Linked DNA regions of Gossypium arboreum: region 2 is linked to region 1. A link is a contact called in public Hi-C data. All regions are on one chromosome and are shown on one strand. The core of a region is the stretch at or near the end of the contact, and the rest is flanking DNA. Distances in the headings are between cores, read along the strand shown. Region 1 holds the start of LOC108486196 (oligouridylate-binding protein 1-like). Region 2 holds the start of LOC108486658 (probable polygalacturonase).

Region 1 (4,647 bases), core at 606-3,105:
ACATCGAAAATACTAAAAGCATCAAAATAAATATTTTCCAACAAATTGGAAATAAATTTTAAAAAATATGTATACTTAAATAACACTAAGATCGATGCAACTTAACAAGCAAATGTCTCTAAAATAATAATAAAATTAACAAATGTCTTTAAAATAATAATAAAATTAACAATAAATAAGTTTTATACAATATCCAAACAATAACTAAAAAATAGTAGCAACATAATAGTAAAATGGTAGCAAAATAGGGAGAAAATAACAAGAAAATAATATTAAAAATTAGATTTTTTTTGTCATTTAGTGAATTTGGGCTGGGTCGTGCTGGGCCTTGGCAAAAAGTACCTTACTTGAGGCCCGGCCTGTTTTTTAAACGGGCTTTATTTTTTTTGTCCAAACCCATTTTTCGGGCCTATATTTTTGTTCAAACCTTCCACATTTCGGGCAGACCTTCAGGCCGGGTCGAGTGGCCCAACCCATGCTCACTTCTAGGGCCAACCGGTCTAGTTCAATTTTTATAATTTTATAAGTTTATATCAATTTTAATATTTTTTAAATAATTTTTACATTTTATTATTTTAAAAATTCTAATATGTTTTAAATTTAAATATTTTAAATAATTTTTATTAATTTTATAATTTTAATAAGTTTATATTAATTTTAATATTTTAATAAAATTTTAATAATTACTAACATTAATTTTATAATGTTTATGATTTTTTATCAATTTTTAATTTTTATGAAAAATATTAGATTAAATCAAAAGTTATCACATGTTACCGTTAATTAATTTGTCAAATTATTTTAAGTATTATCATGATCATAGGTAAAGACCATCAACAAAAGAACTTAATTAATTATATTAGTTAATAGTGAAAATTAATTGATTTTTTTTTTTTTTTACTTTTTCTTAAGAGGACATATAAAAAAAAATTAATTTTCCCAAGTCTAAAACCGCTAATTTAATCTCAATACTGATTAGGCGGGCAGATTCATGTGGTCCCCACCACATCCAACTGAAAACATTTGCTCAAAATCTCTCTGCTCATCTAATTGCTCATTTGGAAAAATATCTGTGCTGTCTTTAGTACTCTCGATTACATCCGATCATAACCAAAAAGAAACCCAGATATTTTTTTTACGGTTAAAATATAGATCCCTGTACTCTTTTCTCATTTACAATTTAGTCTATTTTTAAAAAATTAATCCTCTAATTTTAAATTTTAAATTACAAGTTCAATTATTGACATAGATAAAACTTTCTACTAAATTTAAGTTTATTATAACATTAATTTTGTTATATGATTACTAAATGAGTATTTTTTAATTTTAAAATCTTACGTCAACAAAAATTTGATAGAAGGATTCTAAGGGTAGTAAGGATTGGATTTGAATTTTAAAATATGAAAAATAGGACTAAATTTAAAGAAATAAAAATAGAAAGACTAAATCTAAAATATAAAAAATATAAACTTGGAGCATATTATTTATAAACTCATATAAAAGTTTTAGCATTTTATTCAGGGATAAAGTCTAAAAAATACATATGAAGTTTGGTTGAATGTTTAATGTTTTGCATGTGTAAATTTATATATTGATTTAATTTTTACAAACCATTACTATCATTAGCAAGATAAAATGTTGCATACACAAATAGTAATACTAACTCAATATAAAAATAAATTGATGTGTACAATTGAATCAACATCAAAGCTTCGTATATAGATTTAAATCACAATCAAATTTTATGGGTATAATTGCACTAAATCAAAATTCCTGGCTAAAATTGCATATTTAACCAAAATTTATACATAGTTTTGATATTTTACCCTTTCTATACACAGAAAAAAGTACTATAAAATCATGGGAGCTTCGTCTTTTTGCTCACTCTTCATTTTATCTTTTCCTTTCCAGTTTCAACTCATAATAATCTAGTGTTCCCTTTCGAGGGATTTTACCCCTTTTTTTTCTTTTTTTTTCTTTTGAATTTTTTTGAATTTTTTTCTTTTTTGGGTTTAATTTGGTTTAGTTTCCGTTTTTGTCCTCATCCTCATCTTCTTTTTCGATTTCTCCAGAAATCCTAACCCTATAGATTTTCTCAGAATCTTCAAATTTTTAACTAAACTGAAAGAAGATGCAGCAGCAAAGGCTAAAGCAGCAACATGCTCTGATGCAACAGGCTTTGTACCACAATCCCAGTCTCATGAGTGGTCCTCAGGTTCTTTTTTACTTCTCTGTATTTCTCCCTCTATTAATTTTGTTTTTATATCAAAATTGAGGGTTTCAGTTTCTATTATGAAGTTTGTTTCTTTCTTATTCGACTTGGGTTTGTTTTAATTCATATATGTCGTCTGCCAATTTGTTTGCTTGCTAGTATTACTCAGTGAAATCTTTGGGGATTTTAGCCTGAGAATTTTCTGTTTTCTGTTGAAATTATACGACAAAAATTTGATTGAAAAAAATTGTTCTTTTCTTGGGAGATAATGTTATCATTTTTGTGTAAGAAATGGCTCATTAGCTTTGTCTTCTGATGTGGGTCATGATGACAACAATTAGGGACTGTTTTAACGGGAAAAAAAAAAGGGCAGGTAGCAGCTTAATTATGTAAATATGATCCTTTTTTCTTTTTTTGTTTTGTATTTTGTTACTTTTAAGTTTAAGCTTAGGTATCTCCTTTAGGCATTTGTTTCTAGTGTTAGTCATATTGACCGTTGCGAGAGTGTCCCAGTCCAGCACAGGGAAGAAATCCTTCTTTTCTTTTTTTTTTTTTTTGTATCTTTAAATTTTTTTAATTTATGTTTTGCAGATAGAACCTATCTTGAGTGGGAATCTTCCTCCTGGCTTTGATGCAGCTACTTGCCGCAGCGTGTGAGTTTTGCTTAGTTCACTGTTTAAAAAAGTTCACATTTGGTCTTTGAGTCTTTTTATTTGAGCTATGCTCATAATTCATAATATCTTTTGCATGTATATTTAGTGAAGAGTCTTAGTCTTAATTTTTCTGTTTATGTCCCATTTCATTGTTATTTTTATCATTTACCTAATCTTAAATTGCAGATACGTGGGAAATATTCACCCCCACGTCACGGAACCCCTTCTGCAAGAAGTCTTTCTGAGTACTGGTCCCATTGAAGGATGCAAACTTATTAAAAAAGATAAGGTCATCTTTTGATGCACTTGTTTTCCCATTTTTCTTTTGATATCCGTGCTTCATCAACTTGTTATTGGATTTTTGGGGGTTCTTGGTTCGTGCTTGTATCATTGCTAATGGAATGGGCTTATATTTTCTTTTAACGCAGTCATCGTATGGTTTTGTGGACTACTTTGATCGCAGATCAGCTGCCCTTGCTATTGTTACTCTAAATGGAAGGCATCTGTAAGTAACAAGATGAACCCACATGGTTTTGGCCTTTTCCCTTGTCCTATACTTTTAATATATGGTATTCTTTGCAGATTTGGGCAACCTATTAAAGTTAATTGGGCATATGCTAGCAATCAGAGGGAGGATACATCAGGTTAGTATATGTGCACCATGAGTTCTACCCAGTTGTACCATATCTGTGTATTTCGTCAACAACTAATGATATTTCCACTTTGGCGTTCAGGTCATCACAACATTTTTGTTGGTGATCTCAGCCCTGAAGTTACAGATGCTACTTTGTTTGCATGCTTTTCTGTGTACTCTAGTTGTTCGTGAGTGCTAATTCTCCCCATTTTACCTTGAGATTACCTCTTATCAATCTTGAAATGCTGAAATTGTGGGTTTAAAGGGATTTTGGGGTTATCAACCTTGACCTAGTAGGACAGTCCACTGAAGGACGAATATGCCCCTCATTTTTTGTGGTTGCAGGGATGCTAGGGTTATGTGGGATCAAAAAACTGGCCGCTCGAGAGGTTTTGGTTTTGTTTCTTTCAGGAACCAGCAGGTACTTGGGTCACTCTTCTTCTCCTCTTTCCAAATGTGTTTTAATAATGTCACGATCATTCTTTTCTTTTTTTTTTTATTCTTTTCAGGAAGCCCAGAGTGCAATTAATGACTTAAATGGTATGTGAAACATTGCTCTTATTAGATACAGGCTTTTGTACTCTGAGAAGACTTTTTCAAATTTCTATCATACTGTTTTGGCGTATTGTAGGGAAGTGGCTTGGAAGTAGACAGATCCGTTGTAACTGTGCTGCAAAAGGTGCCACTTCCAACGATGACAAATCAGGTTTGGATGCCAAAGGCGTTGTAGAGCCGACAAATGGAACCTCTGGTAAGACCTTCCTTCAGTTTTGGAATAGTTCTTGTCCTTAAGATCTGGTATCAGTTATTTTAGCTTTCCCTTCATTTTCTTTTCCTGGAATAGCAATTGGTGTTTCTATCTAAATTTTGAATGCATTACATCTATAATTTCATCCTACATGGTCTCCGCATTTTGGTTTCTGGGCTTTGTTGGAGTCATCACTGCCAATATGGATGTTTGATGTGTTAATTATATTGTCTTTAACTATCAAGAGTAGTATTAAACCATAAAATGTTTGTTCTGCCATTATTAAGTGTTCTTGTTTTAAGTCTTTTCTAGTCTAAATGTTCTACAATTACGTGGAGTAGGGCATGCAAATAGTTATTTTGATTCTGGTAGAGCTCATATAGCATTATGCTTCTTGCAG
Region 2 (4,647 bases), core at 1,133-3,632, 230 kb before region 1:
TGGAGGATGGTGACTAATAAAGAAGATGAAGATGTTTCATCTCTCCTCCCACTACCCAATGTTTATATACACTAATTAAGGTTTAATTAATCAAATTTTATTAAATAAATTAAGCATAATTATGTAAATCTCATTATTAATTAACATAAATGGCCAACATCATCGATGTCCACTATCTCCTAATAGCAAATGATTTAATTACCATTTTGAACCTTTGACTAATTGACGTTCAAGATCCTTAAGTCTTTTTTCAATTAAAATTCTATAGCGGTTGAATTTTTACAATTTAATCCCTGAGCCTTAATTAACTACTCTTTCAGTTAAATTACTTAAATCGAATCTCAATATATTTTTATTTTATATTTAAGGGCACGGTTTATGGAAATTGGGTTCTGAAACTATATTTTTCGACACCATTGAATTTTGGATCCTTACAATAAGGGTCATTATCTTGAGACATTATAGTTTGAAGTAAAAGATTAACAATAAGGGAGGTATGTATCGGCACACGGCTTCACTGCCTTGAGACACAACCCTTTATTTTAACAATTCAAGTTAGGATTCTTATTCAAACTCCGTGTATAACCTTATATGATCCCCTAGTTACTATATGTGGGCCCATTTGGCCTCATAGAAGTACACAACATAACATTTATGAATTATGCCATGCTTATTTGTTTAATTTCAAGGAAAATGATGGATGATAGTCTGAGTTGTTGCAACAATGAATGTGACATCTCATATTTGGATCCATCGTTCGAGTTGGGTGTAGGGTGCCACAACCTAGTTGGTCATCTAACTTTTAGGGAACTTTCATTTTGGTCACCTTAAAAAATGTTCTTCAATTTCATCATCTCTATTAAAAAAGGTTTTCATTTTAGTCACTCAAGCGTTAAATCATTAACGATGATAAACTGTACATGCTAAATTATGTCCACATCATTAGGGGCGAAGCCATAAATTTTTTTAGGGGGGCAAGATTAAGTTATATTTTTTTATGAGAAATAAAATATAATTTTACGCTTGTATTAGCTTATATCTTTATGGTTTTCAAGAGGACTAAATCGAAATTCTAGCCTTTTGGGGGCCAAATTATAATTTTTCCATATATTAACTTATGATTTTATAAATTTTGGGGGACTAAAACAATAATTTTCCACAAGCTCTTACCTGGCCTCTTCCCCTTGCCCTGCATATCATGTTTACACTTTCATTTTGATCACCCAATTTCAGGTCACTTTCATTTTGATCACCCCAAAAATATCTTTTTTTTAAGTCTTGATTTGGGTAAAGTGAAAAAGTGATAAAAAATAAAATAATGCATTTAAAATTGTCAAATTGTACTTGTTTATCTCATTATTGAAAATTTTAATTTTTTTAATCTTGAAATTTTAAAATATCAAAATCAATTAAATAAATTGTTAAAATTTTTATCCTCGATAATATGAATCGATTTGTTATTATAATATTGAAATTAATTAAATTAATTAATTTAATATTCTTCTAAAATTTTAAATTTTATTTTATGTTTCAGATTATCCTTAATGAAATCAACTAAAATAACTCATATTTAATAATATTTAAAAATCTAAAGTTCCTTTAATTATATGATCTTGAATCCCACGTGCTATGCTAAAAGAAAAGAATTTATTTTCAATTAATTAAATTGATCGCTTGTTCTTGGTATGGGTAAAGAAGTGATGGAAAAAATTCGAGGTTTTGTTTGGCATGGAAGATCAAATTAACTAATTTAATTAATTGCAAGGATTTTTTTTCTTTTAAATTAACGTGAAAGATTCAACATCATATAATCAACAAAATTGTGAGTTTTGTTTGAGTTGAGTTCATTAAGCATAACTTAAAAACATAAAATAAAATATTATATTTTAGAAGGTGATTAAATTAATTAATTTCAATTTTAAAGTAACAAATTGATTGACACAATTAAAAGATAAATTTTTCCAACAATCTATAAGATTGATTTGAATGTTCTGAAATTTAAAATTTTAATTTTTAATATTTTTACATGATCAATATTTAAAAATGATATTTTTGAGCGGTGAAACTGAAAATAATTTAAAAGTTGAATGATAAAATAAAATATGTAGATATGATGTGGCACGGCCATTAAAATTTTTTTAATGACAAAATAAACAAGCAATTACATTAGACTAATGCAAATAAACACCATTTCTATCCATGTTGAATTCCAAGAGATGTATGAGTTCCCCCAGAACCTTCTCAAAGACCCATATATCTTTCTTCTTGTCAGAAATTATTTTGGTTAACGAATCTGGAATTCTATTTTCCTCCATGCTTTATTCTCCAATACCAAACTCACTTTAACAATTGGAGAATCCTCCTAACCAATGGTAAATTCAAACTTGCTGTCTGACTACGATAAAAACGTTCACTAAAAATAGTGACGGAACTACAAAAATCTTATTTTTAGGCGAGTAAAATGAAGGAAAAGAAACGAGAAAGTGGCCATTAAATCATGGCCCAAGGGGAATATGGGTGTAAAGTGTGAAGGCCGAACAAACAGTGTGAGATGGGCACATAAATAAAGATCCAGGTTTTAGTTGACACAGGTCAACAACCGGAAAATTTCGTATAACGAAAGAGTTTTTCGTGTTTGACGTCAACATCTCAACTACTGTTTTCAAAATGGTCAGATTGCAACTCTTCAACTATTTACCTACTACCGGACGATGATGGTGATGTGACTTTGCATCTCGCTGCCGTGACTGAAACCTCACACAATCCGAAATCCAATTACATCCTTCAAATAAACCACGCAGGCAACTTGATACCCGCAGTAAAAAAATCTAGTTTCATTCAACTCAAGAACGTCGACCTGCCCAAAGCTAGAAACTATGGACTTGGTTCTCCATTGACCATTGCGATCTCCCCTAGAATTGAAATGTACTCCATTTCCAATCGACCAAATCTGGCGGCTACTCATCTCCATCATCTCACCAACAAAGCACAACACCCCTTTTACTAAAAGGGCCAGAAATCGTTTCTTTTAACCAAATTCGCTAAACCCAATATGGCTGAGTCATTGCCGGTTGGGGGATTTCCGGCATTCCTTTCTTCGCATAAAACTCTGTTTATTGTTCTCTGGATCTCGGCTTTCGGTTCTGTTTTTCTATGGCAACGGGATATAGTTGGGGCTGGGTTCTCTGTGTTCGGAAAAGCTGGGCCGGGTCGGTCTATGTCCGGGTCCCGGCCTTTCGAGTTTAATATTACGGATTTTGGCGGGGTTGGCGATGGGGTAACGGATGACACGGCGGCGTTTGAGAGGGCTATCTCGGCCATCTCGAAGCTTGGGAAGAGAGGTGGTGGTCAGCTCAATGTCCCGCCTGGAAAATGGCTTACGGCGCCGTTTAATCTTACTAGTCATATGACTTTGTTCCTTGCTGAGGATGCTGAGATTCTTGGAATCCAGGTTGGTTTTTCCATTTTCATGAATTTTGGCAATGAAAAATGATATTCTCCCTCGTTATTTAACATGTTTAGTCGTTTATGGGTTGTGATTTGTGATGAAAGGGGACCAATATTTAGTGTGAAAAAAATCACATCATGACTATATTTAGTGACAACTTTGATCCTTTCCATGCAAATATGACGGTATTCCTGATTTCTCTGTGTTATCCGGCTATTGTGTTTAAAACTTTGGATTTTGGTGGATTCGATCTTGTTGTTTGCTGTTTCCCGCTATCATACAGGACGAGAAGCGATGGCCATTAATGCCTCCATTGCCATCATACGGGTACGGAAGAGAGCATCGTGGATCTCGGTATGGAAGTTTGATCCACGGCCAAAACCTCGAAGATGTTGTTATAACTGGTAAGCTTCTTCACCCCTGCCCCTAATAGGTTTCTCATTAAATTGTTTGAATGAAAAGGTTGCTCACCTGATAGAGCCAGCCAATTTACCTATTCTATGTCATAGCACCTACTTGTCGATGTCTCAAAAATACAATTTTAGACTGGTCTGAACCTGTTTTCTGCACCCTTTATACCCTGGCTTACTGCTTATTCAAAGTAGTTGCTACTACTTTTTTTTCGGATGGAGAAAAGTGGAAAGAAACGGCCTTTTCAAGGTTTTGGATGAATAAGCACTTCCAACAATGATAATTAATAGGGAAATTCGATTGGCTGCTAGATTTGAGTCTGATTTATCATTTTTTCATTACAAATCAACATTGTGGTCTTTGTTCTATATGGATCTTTCAATGCTGGTCGAGTCCGATTTTACCATTTATCTTTACAAATCAACAGGGCACAATGGTTCCATAAATGGTCAGGGTCAATCATGGTGGACGAAGTATCGTCAGAAGCTACTCAACCACACAAGGGGTCCACTTGTGCAGATAATGTGGTCAAATGACATTGTAATCTCTAATATAACCTTACGTGATTCTCCGTTTTGGACTTTTCATCCATATGATTGCAAGAATGTAAGCGTTAGGAATGTAACCATCTTAGCACCTGTATTTGGAGCTCCAAATACTGATGGAATTGATCCTGGTAAGTAATCCCTGATTATAAATTTTGAACTTTTGTCTATGAAAATTTTTGGTAGCTAAGGCTCTAGACTCGATTCTCATTCATGCTACTAGTAGTTGTATAGAAATGCTCA

The links. Hi-C and Micro-C count contacts between places; a contact is called where the count stands out from the background.
Region 2: a contact with region 1 is called in a Hi-C map of leaf, with 4 times the contacts expected there. The contact joins the promoter of LOC108486658 here to the promoter of LOC108486196 in region 1. A contact is called at or near these places in 2 of 5 Hi-C or Micro-C datasets (both in leaf).

The regions. Positions count from the first base shown.
Region 1 is chr6:120,903,517-120,908,163 of ASM2569848v2, reverse strand. It overlaps LOC108486196 (oligouridylate-binding protein 1-like), which reads left to right and starts at 1,855. Exons shown (of 12, transcript XM_017790089.2): 1 at 1,855-2,215; 2 at 2,804-2,865; 3 at 3,052-3,154; 4 at 3,294-3,370; 5 at 3,448-3,509; 6 at 3,600-3,687; 7 at 3,845-3,920; 8 at 4,009-4,039; 9 at 4,131-4,250. The coding sequence starts at 2,132.
Region 2 is chr6:121,137,211-121,141,857 of ASM2569848v2, reverse strand. It overlaps LOC108486658 (probable polygalacturonase), which reads left to right and starts at 2,382. Exons shown (of 5, transcript XM_017790825.2): 1 at 2,382-3,451; 2 at 3,732-3,852; 3 at 4,287-4,535. The coding sequence starts at 3,053.